2 separate regions of the Sus scrofa genome follow, and region 2 is linked to region 1. The links are chromatin contacts, called in public HiChIP or PLAC-seq maps. All regions are on one chromosome and are shown on one strand. The core of a region is the stretch at or near the end of the contact, and the rest is flanking DNA. Distances in the headings are between cores, read along the strand shown.

Region 1 (4,709 bases), core at 699-3,198:
TTTGACTCAAATAAAATTTTCCAATTCTTTCATAGAAAGACTGATTAATTTTTTATCAACAGAGTCTACCAAATGTGCTACTCCAGAGGAAGCTGGGTAAAGGATGTATGGAACCCATGTGCTATCTTTGCAAACTTTTTTTTTTGGTTGCACCTGTTGTATGTGGAAGTTCCCAGGCCAAGATCTAACTCGCGCCACCATAGCAACCCAAGCTGCTGCAGTGACAACGCGGGATCCCCAACATGCTGTGCCCCAAGGGAACTCCCTGCAAACTCTTCTATAAATCTAAAATTATTCAGGGAGTTCCCGTTGTGGCTCAGTGGTTAACAAATCCAACTAGGAACCATGAGGTTGCTGGTTCGATCCCTGGCCTTGCTCAGTGAGTTAGGAATCTGGCGTTGCCATGAGCTGTGGTGTAGATTGCAGATGCGGCTCAGATCTCTCATTGCTGTGGCTCTGGCATAGGCCAGTGGCTACAGCTCCAATTGGACCCCTAGCCTGGGAACTTCCATATGCCCTGGGAACAGCCCAAGAAATGGCAAAAAGACAAAAATAAATAAATAAATAAATAAAATTATTCAAAAGACTTTTTTTTTTTTAAAAAAAAGACTGGCCTTACTAAGTTGATCTCATACATAACATTGCTGGTTGAAATGTAAAACAGTAAATGATGTAATCACTTTAGAGAACAGTTTGACAGTTTCTTAGGAAAATAAACATACACATAATAATATTTCCCAGCCATTTAATTCCTAGGTATTTACTCAAAAGAAATGAAAGCATGTCTTACACACAAATAAGTCTTATACATAAATCTTCAAAGCAACATTATTAGGTATAGCCAAAATAGGAATAACACAAATGTTCATCAAGAGGTTATTACTTAATTTATGAAATAGCCATACATGGAATACTAGTCAGTAATAAAAAAGAATAAACTATTGCTTCATGAAACATGAATTTCCAAATCATTGTGCAGAAAGAGATCGGTACCTTCCCCCTCTCCAGCCAAAAAGAGTATATTCCAAAAAATGGAATAATAATTCCATTTTTATGAAACTCTAGAAAATATAAACCAATTTATAGTAACAGAAAGCAAATCAGAGGCTGCCTGAAATGGTGGGGGCAGGACAGGGATAGCTAAGAGAGAGGGGATCTCAAGGGACATGAGAAAACTTTGAGGATAAATAGGTTCATTTTGTGTGATTATTTCACAGTATATACATAGGTAGAGACACAGAGACCTGTACAATTTTTTTTTTTTTGCCACACCTATGGCAAGTGGAAATTTCCAGGCCAGCGATCTGAGCTGCTGCAGTGACAACACTGGATCTTTAATCTACTGCACCACAAGGGAACTCCTAAACCGGAACAATTTAAATATGTACTTTATGTCAATTAGAGTTGAATAAAGCTGTTTTAGAAAAGACTGACATGGAAAAGGTTTTAATATACTAAGTGCAATAAAATCAAGCCACACAAAAACAAGTACAGTACACTCCCCTTTCTGTTAAAACAAAACACTGGTTTACATTTATAAACACACAGGAAAATGTCTAGAATATTATATAGCTACAGGAGAGAATGCCTAGGTGGGTCAAGGTAGGGATGAAGAGTGAATACGCTATAATAACAACTCCAAAATCTCAGTGACCTAAAATAACAATTAATCTTTCTTACTTATGTTACAAGTTCTATGTAGGTCAGCAGGACACCCTGTTCTTCACCGAAATGACTTAAAGGCCTATATTTAGCAACACCTAAGCTTCCTGTTCAAAGCTAGGTAAAATTTACATCTGTGATTTTCTCTTTACTTACACATACACTTCAACATTTTCTTCCTAGTTAAAAAAATTTTTTTTTTCTTTTTTAGTGCCACATCCACAGCATACAGAAGTTTCCAGAAAAAGGGTTGAAGCAGAGCTGTAGCTGCCAGCCTACACCACAGCTCATAGCAATGCTGGATCCTTAACCCATGGACTGAGGCCAGGCCGGGGTCAAAACTGCATCCTCATGGAGCCTGGTCAGGTTTGTTACAGCTTAGCCATGATGGGAACTTCTACTTTAAATTTTTAAAAAATGAGTATGTATTACTACTATAAGGAAAAAACAGTTACGTAAAACAAAAGGTCTATGCCTGAAAACGAGGGTGACCAAATACATAAAAATAGTGTTATTTTGACCTTGATTAATGTTTCAAATTTAAAGTCTGAGATAACTGAAACAGAAGACAAAAGAAAGTAAAATGTGAAATGCCACTCCTTTAGAACTTTAGTTCTTAATATTGATGCAGTTTCTGACATTTTTCTATAAATAATAGATTACAAAATGGCTATCTGGCACAGTGTTGCTTTTAAAAGTGCATTTCCCAATTCTTGACTATACAAATAAAAATTTAGTGGAGACTAAGGCTGAGACAAAAAATACAGATAAAGTCATACAACAGAGCTAATTACCCACTTACCCATCATCATTATCTGAGGCTGCATGCAAAAACAATTACATATTTAAGATGTCCCATCATAACAAAATGCAACTGTAAACAGTAATTTGTTCAATAACTACTTCCACATTCATGTCCATAATAGTAGTGGCTTATAAATCTAATTACAACCAATTATTTTCAACAAATTATTCTGTCAAATGTTTTCTCTGGCATGTTTGTAACAGTAAACATAGTAACAATAATAATCATGCCATGTATGAAAGCCTAATTTATGCCAGCCACGGTGCTGAACAAGCTACGGACTGCTAATCCTTAAGACAACCTTGAAACCAAGTATCTTACATAGATATGTCTTATATATGTGAAACTTGTTCCAGTTCGTATCCATAGGGGAAAATGTGGTGCTTTTTTCCCTACAGTACACAGCCTTCACATTTTCACAATTTACTCTACATGAGTGCCTTCCCACTCTTGGCAAAACCTCAAATTAATCAAACAGCTACTATTTCTCTCAGGCTCTGTCCTAGGTTCTGGGAATCCAGAGAGAAATACAACAGATAAGCTTTGCTCTTAAGGAGTTCAGTTTAGTCAGAGCAGCACAGGAAGCTATTCTCTCAGTGGAGGTATGGCTGGTAGGGCAGGAAAGAGTGGCAGGGAAGGAAGTAGGCAAGTAGGTGGGCAGCCAGTGTTTGACAAGAATGAGGCAAATGAAGGGAGAAGCATTCTGGGTACAGGCAATTATGAGAATTTAGGGGAGAAGAAATCTTACAGGACGTGTGTATATTTCAGTACGGCTAGATAAGAACATGACTGAATGCAAGGGCCAAAGCTTCTCAGTAGCAGACATTCACATTACTAATCCTACCCGGCTCTCCCACCCGCCACACTCAGCCTCTAACCCACAGCCCCCCTCCTAGGCACTGCCACATAGTCCCATTTGCAACTATGAGCAACCACATCCTTCTAACCCATTTACCAGGACCCCCTATTATCTCCCAGGAAGCATAAATGCCAGGTACACTTAAGCCAGTTACCCTTGCCTGTTTCCTTGCAGACACATGGAGAACTTTCCAGACTCCAGAAACCTGGACTTTCTCACAAGTGTTACTCATACTGTCCAGGTATATCCTGACTAGAGGACCCCCCCTGCCCTGGAAATACTTGGAGGCTAATCCTCCAGCAAGGTGTGGTCTCTTAAAGGCTCCTTTACCTTCCTAGTCTCCATTACCAGCTAACACATCCATCTCCACCAGGCTTCTTGAGCACTAGTGGAGAAATCACACATTGCTGTAGATTGGTGCCATTCATCAGTCAGTCATGACTGCTAACTTCAGCTGTAGCAAGGCTCAACAAAATACCATGAAAAGAAAATAAAATTTTAATAAGGTTGTTTTGAAGTGAAAAAAAAAATGTGACTGGGGGGCTACTGTGTTTATGAGGGTTTGCTGTGTTCCAGGACAGATTCAGAGAGGACAAATACCTAGGCATATCCTGAGAAGTTACAATATTTCAAAGACAAGGAATCCTTAGGAATCCAGGATTTTAAATTTCTTTCTTTTTTTTTTAACCTAAAAGGAAGCAAAAGCCATGCTGACCTTACACAGCAGTAGTGATTGCCCGAAGGCAGTAGAGTAGCATAGCCATGGTTCTCCAATTATCGTGTGTGTTAGGAACTCTGGAAACCTTGCATAAAACACAGATTGAGGACCCTTCCTTTGCATATGCTCTGATTTAGCATGTCCTGGGTGGAATACCACTTCTTCTAATGTTGAGAGTTCTTGACTTACATTTTAATGCTAATCAACTGAGATTTAATGTGATACAAAAACAACACTCTCTATCAAATATCCATTTTTCCATAAGACAGCAAGAGCCTCAAAGGTACAAGTATTCAAGGAAGACAGAACTTACTAGGACCATATTAAAATGATATCCATCCAACTAAAAACTGGATCCAAATAAGAAACTCAGGAATAAAGAAGCCAAGGTCTCAGACTGTACTTAAATGCAATATGAAACTAGGTATAAACAGATGTATATACAGAAGACAATATAAAATTACATAAATCTCAACATAAAGGGATGGAAAACTCTCCTCTCATCTTAGCATCTTGCAGCAGCAGCAGCACCACCAGAGAACAGAAATGGTTATGATTTTTCTCATGCCTTACTGCATGCTGGGTGTGGTACTAAAAACTGTATGTACCACCTTGTTTAATCTTTACAATCCAACACAGGTTATTGTCATTCTTGATTACATATA
Region 2 (4,708 bases), core at 1,037-3,536, 1.3 Mb after region 1:
AATAACACTGGTTATTATTTGGTGCCTCCAAAGCTCATTAAAACACTAAATCATTGATCATCTCTCAACTCCCTGCATGATGGAGAAGAATTATCATTCTGCCTTTACAGATGGAATATTTGAAATGTAAAATAGCATATTCAAGGCCAGACAGGAACTCAGCACCATGATTAAATAAAAACTCTGAGTTCCCAACTTCCAAGCCTTGGCAAAAGAATTTGTCACATTGCCTTTTTAGAGAGGAAGCAAGGAAACCGCGGGGGGTGAGGGGGGTGGTGGTGAGAAGAGAGAACTGTGAATTTTAAAGCAATGTGGAAATCCATTTCATTTAGGCTGAAGTTAACAGGTAATCAGCTCAACTCCTCCTCCTCCTGCCCATGAGTACGTGACGATCAGACCAGCAGTTTAGGTGACTTGAAAGACCAACAGAGGCTGAATAGGGATATAAGGGGCAAGTGAAAAATTAAAGGACAGAGAGGACTTATATGCTCTCATCTGTGCCTCTGGCGAACTTAGAAGTATTAGTGCTCATAAGGCATTTACCTACTTTGGGTTATTCTGTACACTAAGAAAGAGTTTCATGACCCATGGCAGAATCTTAGAACCGATTTAAAGTTATTCATCCAAGATATCTTCTTTGCTCCAGGCTCATGGATTCGCATTCCTGGTAGCACGCTTACAACATTCTAGCTATTTAAAGACTAACAATGAAAAACTAGGTGGGTCCCACAAATCAACACTAGACAAGTGTCTGCATCTTGCATGCCTCACAGCATCAAAAAGTTCTTTGCACAAATGCATCACTGAGGCATCCAAGTTCTTATAGCATGGACACCTGTCTCCCCAGGAAATAATTTATGTTCCCATAGACACACTCTGGCTTTAACAGCTGATAACAAAAGTTGAGGGATAAGGAGAGCTTTGGCCATATATGAAATGTTCTCTTCTGGTGTTCCTCATCTGGGCACTATGTGACCTTCAGTGGCCTCTGATTCCGTGAAATGAAGTGGAATCACTACCCCCTGATGGGTAGAGTGAAGAGATCTGAGAGGAATTCACAGTGGCTGTCTGTTCAGGGGATCTGCAATATCAAGAAACCAGGAAGCAGACTGTCCTCAGAATATCTCTCATCTGCCTGCCCCCTGCTCCCTTTACAGTCACTAAAGGGAGAAATGTTGCTTCCAGGTGGCCAGAGGTGGGATGTTCACATGACTATCTGACCCTTGCTGGCAGATAAGGCAGGGATGACAAGGCAGTACCTTCCATGTCTAAGAGTGGCATAGTTTGCATAGCATTTTCAGACACATTCCTCCTTACAACCTTGTGAGAGGAGGAGGACAGGGATTATTATCACTATCTGTTAGAGGAAGGAACTAAGGCCCATTAGAATTCTGTGACTTTCCCAGAGTAGTAAAGGTAGTTAGTGGTTGAGCCAGGCTGAAACTTTGGAACTTTCAACAATTCCATCTTGTTTCTGTGCCCAGGCATTTTTGTGCAATTGGCTATTCATCCTGTTCTTGTCTCCAAAGCAAAGCAACCTGTGTTCAACCAAATAAGAGAAAGAGCTCTAAGTGACTTTTCTAGATCCTTTCCAATGCCAGATATCCATCCCCCACACTGGTAGCTATGGCCCTCTGAAAACTAACACAAGAATTCAGGAACTGTGTTTTTACATCTTTTCCAGATCATTTTGGAAGGAGCAATAATTTATATGACCTTTAGGTGGGGACCAAGACAACATACTTCATTAGGAATTATGAATTAACATAACACTCAATATTTATGTATTTATTCAAGTACTCTGTACCAGGAGTGAGGAGCTCACCATCTAATAGGAAAAACAGGTACTAAACGAACAAGAGCAGAATGACTTAACTCTAACAATAATATTTAATAAATAACAATGCCCAGGGTACTGGGCAATATGTGATGAACTTATCAATAAACAAACCTCAAGTTGTAAGAAAAATCACAGAAGAAAATATAGTCCCTTTTGTATACAATGATTTTCACTATTTGTGGAGATGACAGAAAAAAAAAACAAAAAAAAAAAAAAACAAAAAAAAACGCCTCAGGAGTGGCTATAAGCTATAAAAAAAAAAAAAATCTCAAAAAAGACCCTGTGGTCTCCATGCCACCTGCCCCTTAAGGAAGAAAGGGTTTCTCCAGAAACTTCTGTTACTCTGGGCAGGTGACTGACTTATAGCTCAGGTGTGCATTTGCCTGCTTGAATCTGCCACTGTTCCAAACAGTGCTCTATATATAGAGATGACTTCACCCTCTGCTGGAATGCAGCAGCTGTTCAGCAGCGCACACTGATATGCTACAAAGACTTAGGCCATATCTAATTGAGCACTTCAATACTGCAGAGATAGGCGCCTGGAAATATTTAGATAAAATGCCTTTAGCCAGATGGAAGCTGGCCAGGACACCAGGATAAAATCTTCATCTCATAGAGCTGCCAGTACATCTTGGCGGGGGGCTCCATGGAGGGACGTGGCGTCAGGAGAGAGGCTGCTCTGTCCCATCCACCCTTCCTGCTGTAAACATGACATAAAAAATAACAGGGAATAGGAGAAATTGGCGTTTTGCTGCTTCCTCCTTCTCCCCACGGAAGACCAAATAGAGCCTACCCTCTGTGAAAATAATCTGAATGGTGATGGTGCCTACATGTCAGAAAGGCTCCCGGTTCTCAGATTTCCCCACAAGACTGCCCCCCACTGCCAGCAACTCCCACATTTCCAGCCCTGGAAATTAATCAGTGAATACAGTAAAGCAGGGCATTGCCATCCCACTGTTTCTACATAAACTGGCTGTTCAAACTACTTTTATAAACTTACTTTTAAAGCTTAACAATATCAGAAAACATTTCAAAAAGTGATAAAGACTACAATTCCTTTTTAAAATGTGAAATAAAACCCTGCAAAGTAGACAGAGAAAATTATCATGGACCATTCCTCTACTCTAAACCAAAACAAAGTGACTGGATCACTGTGTTGTACAGCAGAAATTATTACGACCTTGTAAATTAACTATACTTTAATAAAACTTAAAAAAAAAAACAAAGTTGTAAAGTTTCCCAGTAACTTGTTTTCCTCCATCCCATAAATCATTCAATAAGTCATTTTCAAAGAAACAGGAGAATGCTACAAGATGAAACATATGAACAGAGGTAAATATGATCTAACGTGTAAATGCTGAGGGACACCCAAAAGAGCAAAACCCAGTGAAGGTTAAGAAAAACAAGGGTTTAATTATATTTAAAAAGCCTATTGTTATTGACACTAAAGGGGGGGGGCTTTTATTCTCTCCATCAGAGATCACCATTTGAGGCAGGACAAAAATAACTAAGATGTGGGTTTTCAATTATTTCAGATATTTCATGTCTACATATCCTCATGTACTATCTTTCAATTCTCACCAAAATATTGTGTGATAGATATTATCAGCTCCACTTTAAAGTCAAGGAAAGAAACTCAGAAAGGTTAAACGGCTTTTTCAAAATCCTAGCATTTATTACAGAATCCAGGTCTGATTCCAGACCACTTGATTCCAACACCCACTTGTCCACAGCCTATTTTTGTACAGCTTAGGAGACAGGGCATCTTTTTTTCACTTCCTTATATGGTAGAAAAAAATAAGAGGAATAATATTTTGTGACAAGAAAATGATATGAAATTCAAATTTTGGTATTCATAAAGTTTTATTGGAACACAGCCACTCTAATTTTTTTAATATATTTTCAATGATAGTTTTTGCAGAGTTGAGTTGTGATATAGACTGAACAATGCATGAAACAAACAAAATAACCATCTTCTTGGCTCAACCAAATATGTCTCAAAAACTGCAATATAATTAGTTTTTACTTTTGAAGAAGGAAGAGTAGATGAGACCTAGAGTACTTAGAATATCATAACGATGACAAAAATGGATTCCATACTCAAACCACAGCCATATATTATTGTAGGAGGTAAGTTTCCCAAGAAGGCCCAATGCTAAAATAAGAGAGTCCTACTGTATTAAAGTAAGTAGATTGGCATGATTCACCATAGCAATATCTTATTACATTATATCACCCAAATATTCAGAGGCTTAATTTGCCCAAGCAAAAATTGGAATATATGGTCCACGTTTGAATAAACACATGTAAACACTAAGGTAGATCAGAACTCTAAAAATTTTAAGAACTGTATTCACTTATTGTTACATATTTTCATTTTGTGAACATTTACGAGGTATGAATTTTTAATGTATGATCGAGGTATCATTTTAGGCATCAGATTATGAGAAGTCTGCTGTGCCAAGCTAAGGGGCCTGATTTTACCTAATGGTGATGGAGAACCACTGAAGACTTTCACATATGGGACTTGGGGATCCTAGTAGGTAAGTGTTCAGTGAATGAAGAGCAGTCTACAAAGGCCAGAGGAGTACAGGAGAACAAGGTGAATAAAGTGTCACCAAAGAAAAATAATTAGAAAGTTCAAGAGGTAGGATATAATGTACAGCATGAAATACAGGAGAAAAGTCCATAAGGCAAGAATTGAAAACCATCAATTGGAATGGTCACTTAGAAGGTCATTGGTGGAGTTCCCGTCGTGGCACAGTGGAAACGAATTTGACTAGGAACCATGAGGTTGTGGGTTCAATCCCTGGCTTGGCTCAGTGGGTTAAGGATCCAGCGTTGCCGTGAGCTGTGGTGTAGGTCACA

Evidence for each region. HiChIP or PLAC-seq counts read pairs in DNA pulled down with a chosen protein or histone mark.
Region 2: a contact with region 1 is called in an H3K27ac HiChIP or PLAC-seq map of skeletal muscle, with 14 times the contacts expected there. The contact joins two enhancer-like sites. A contact is called at or near these places in 1 of 47 Hi-C or Micro-C datasets (epiblast stem cells) and 1 of 2 datasets of contacts at active chromatin or transcription factors (skeletal muscle).

Annotation. Positions count from the first base shown.
Region 1 is chr13:115,303,038-115,307,746 of Sscrofa11.1, forward strand. No RefSeq gene overlaps it. Among named protein-coding and RNA genes, the nearest start is that of TBL1XR1, 180 kb to the right of the region's middle. Within about 2 kb of position 1,949, at least 1 of the 83 cell types and tissues checked has an H3K27ac peak or open chromatin away from gene starts, as enhancers often do. A contact at or near this core is called in skeletal muscle, where this site is marked.
Region 2 is chr13:116,556,220-116,560,927 of Sscrofa11.1, forward strand. No RefSeq gene overlaps it. Among named protein-coding and RNA genes, the nearest start is that of KCNMB2, 190 kb to the right of the region's middle. Within about 2 kb of position 2,287, at least 17 of the 83 cell types and tissues checked have an H3K27ac peak or open chromatin away from gene starts, as enhancers often do. A contact at or near this core is called in skeletal muscle, where this site is marked.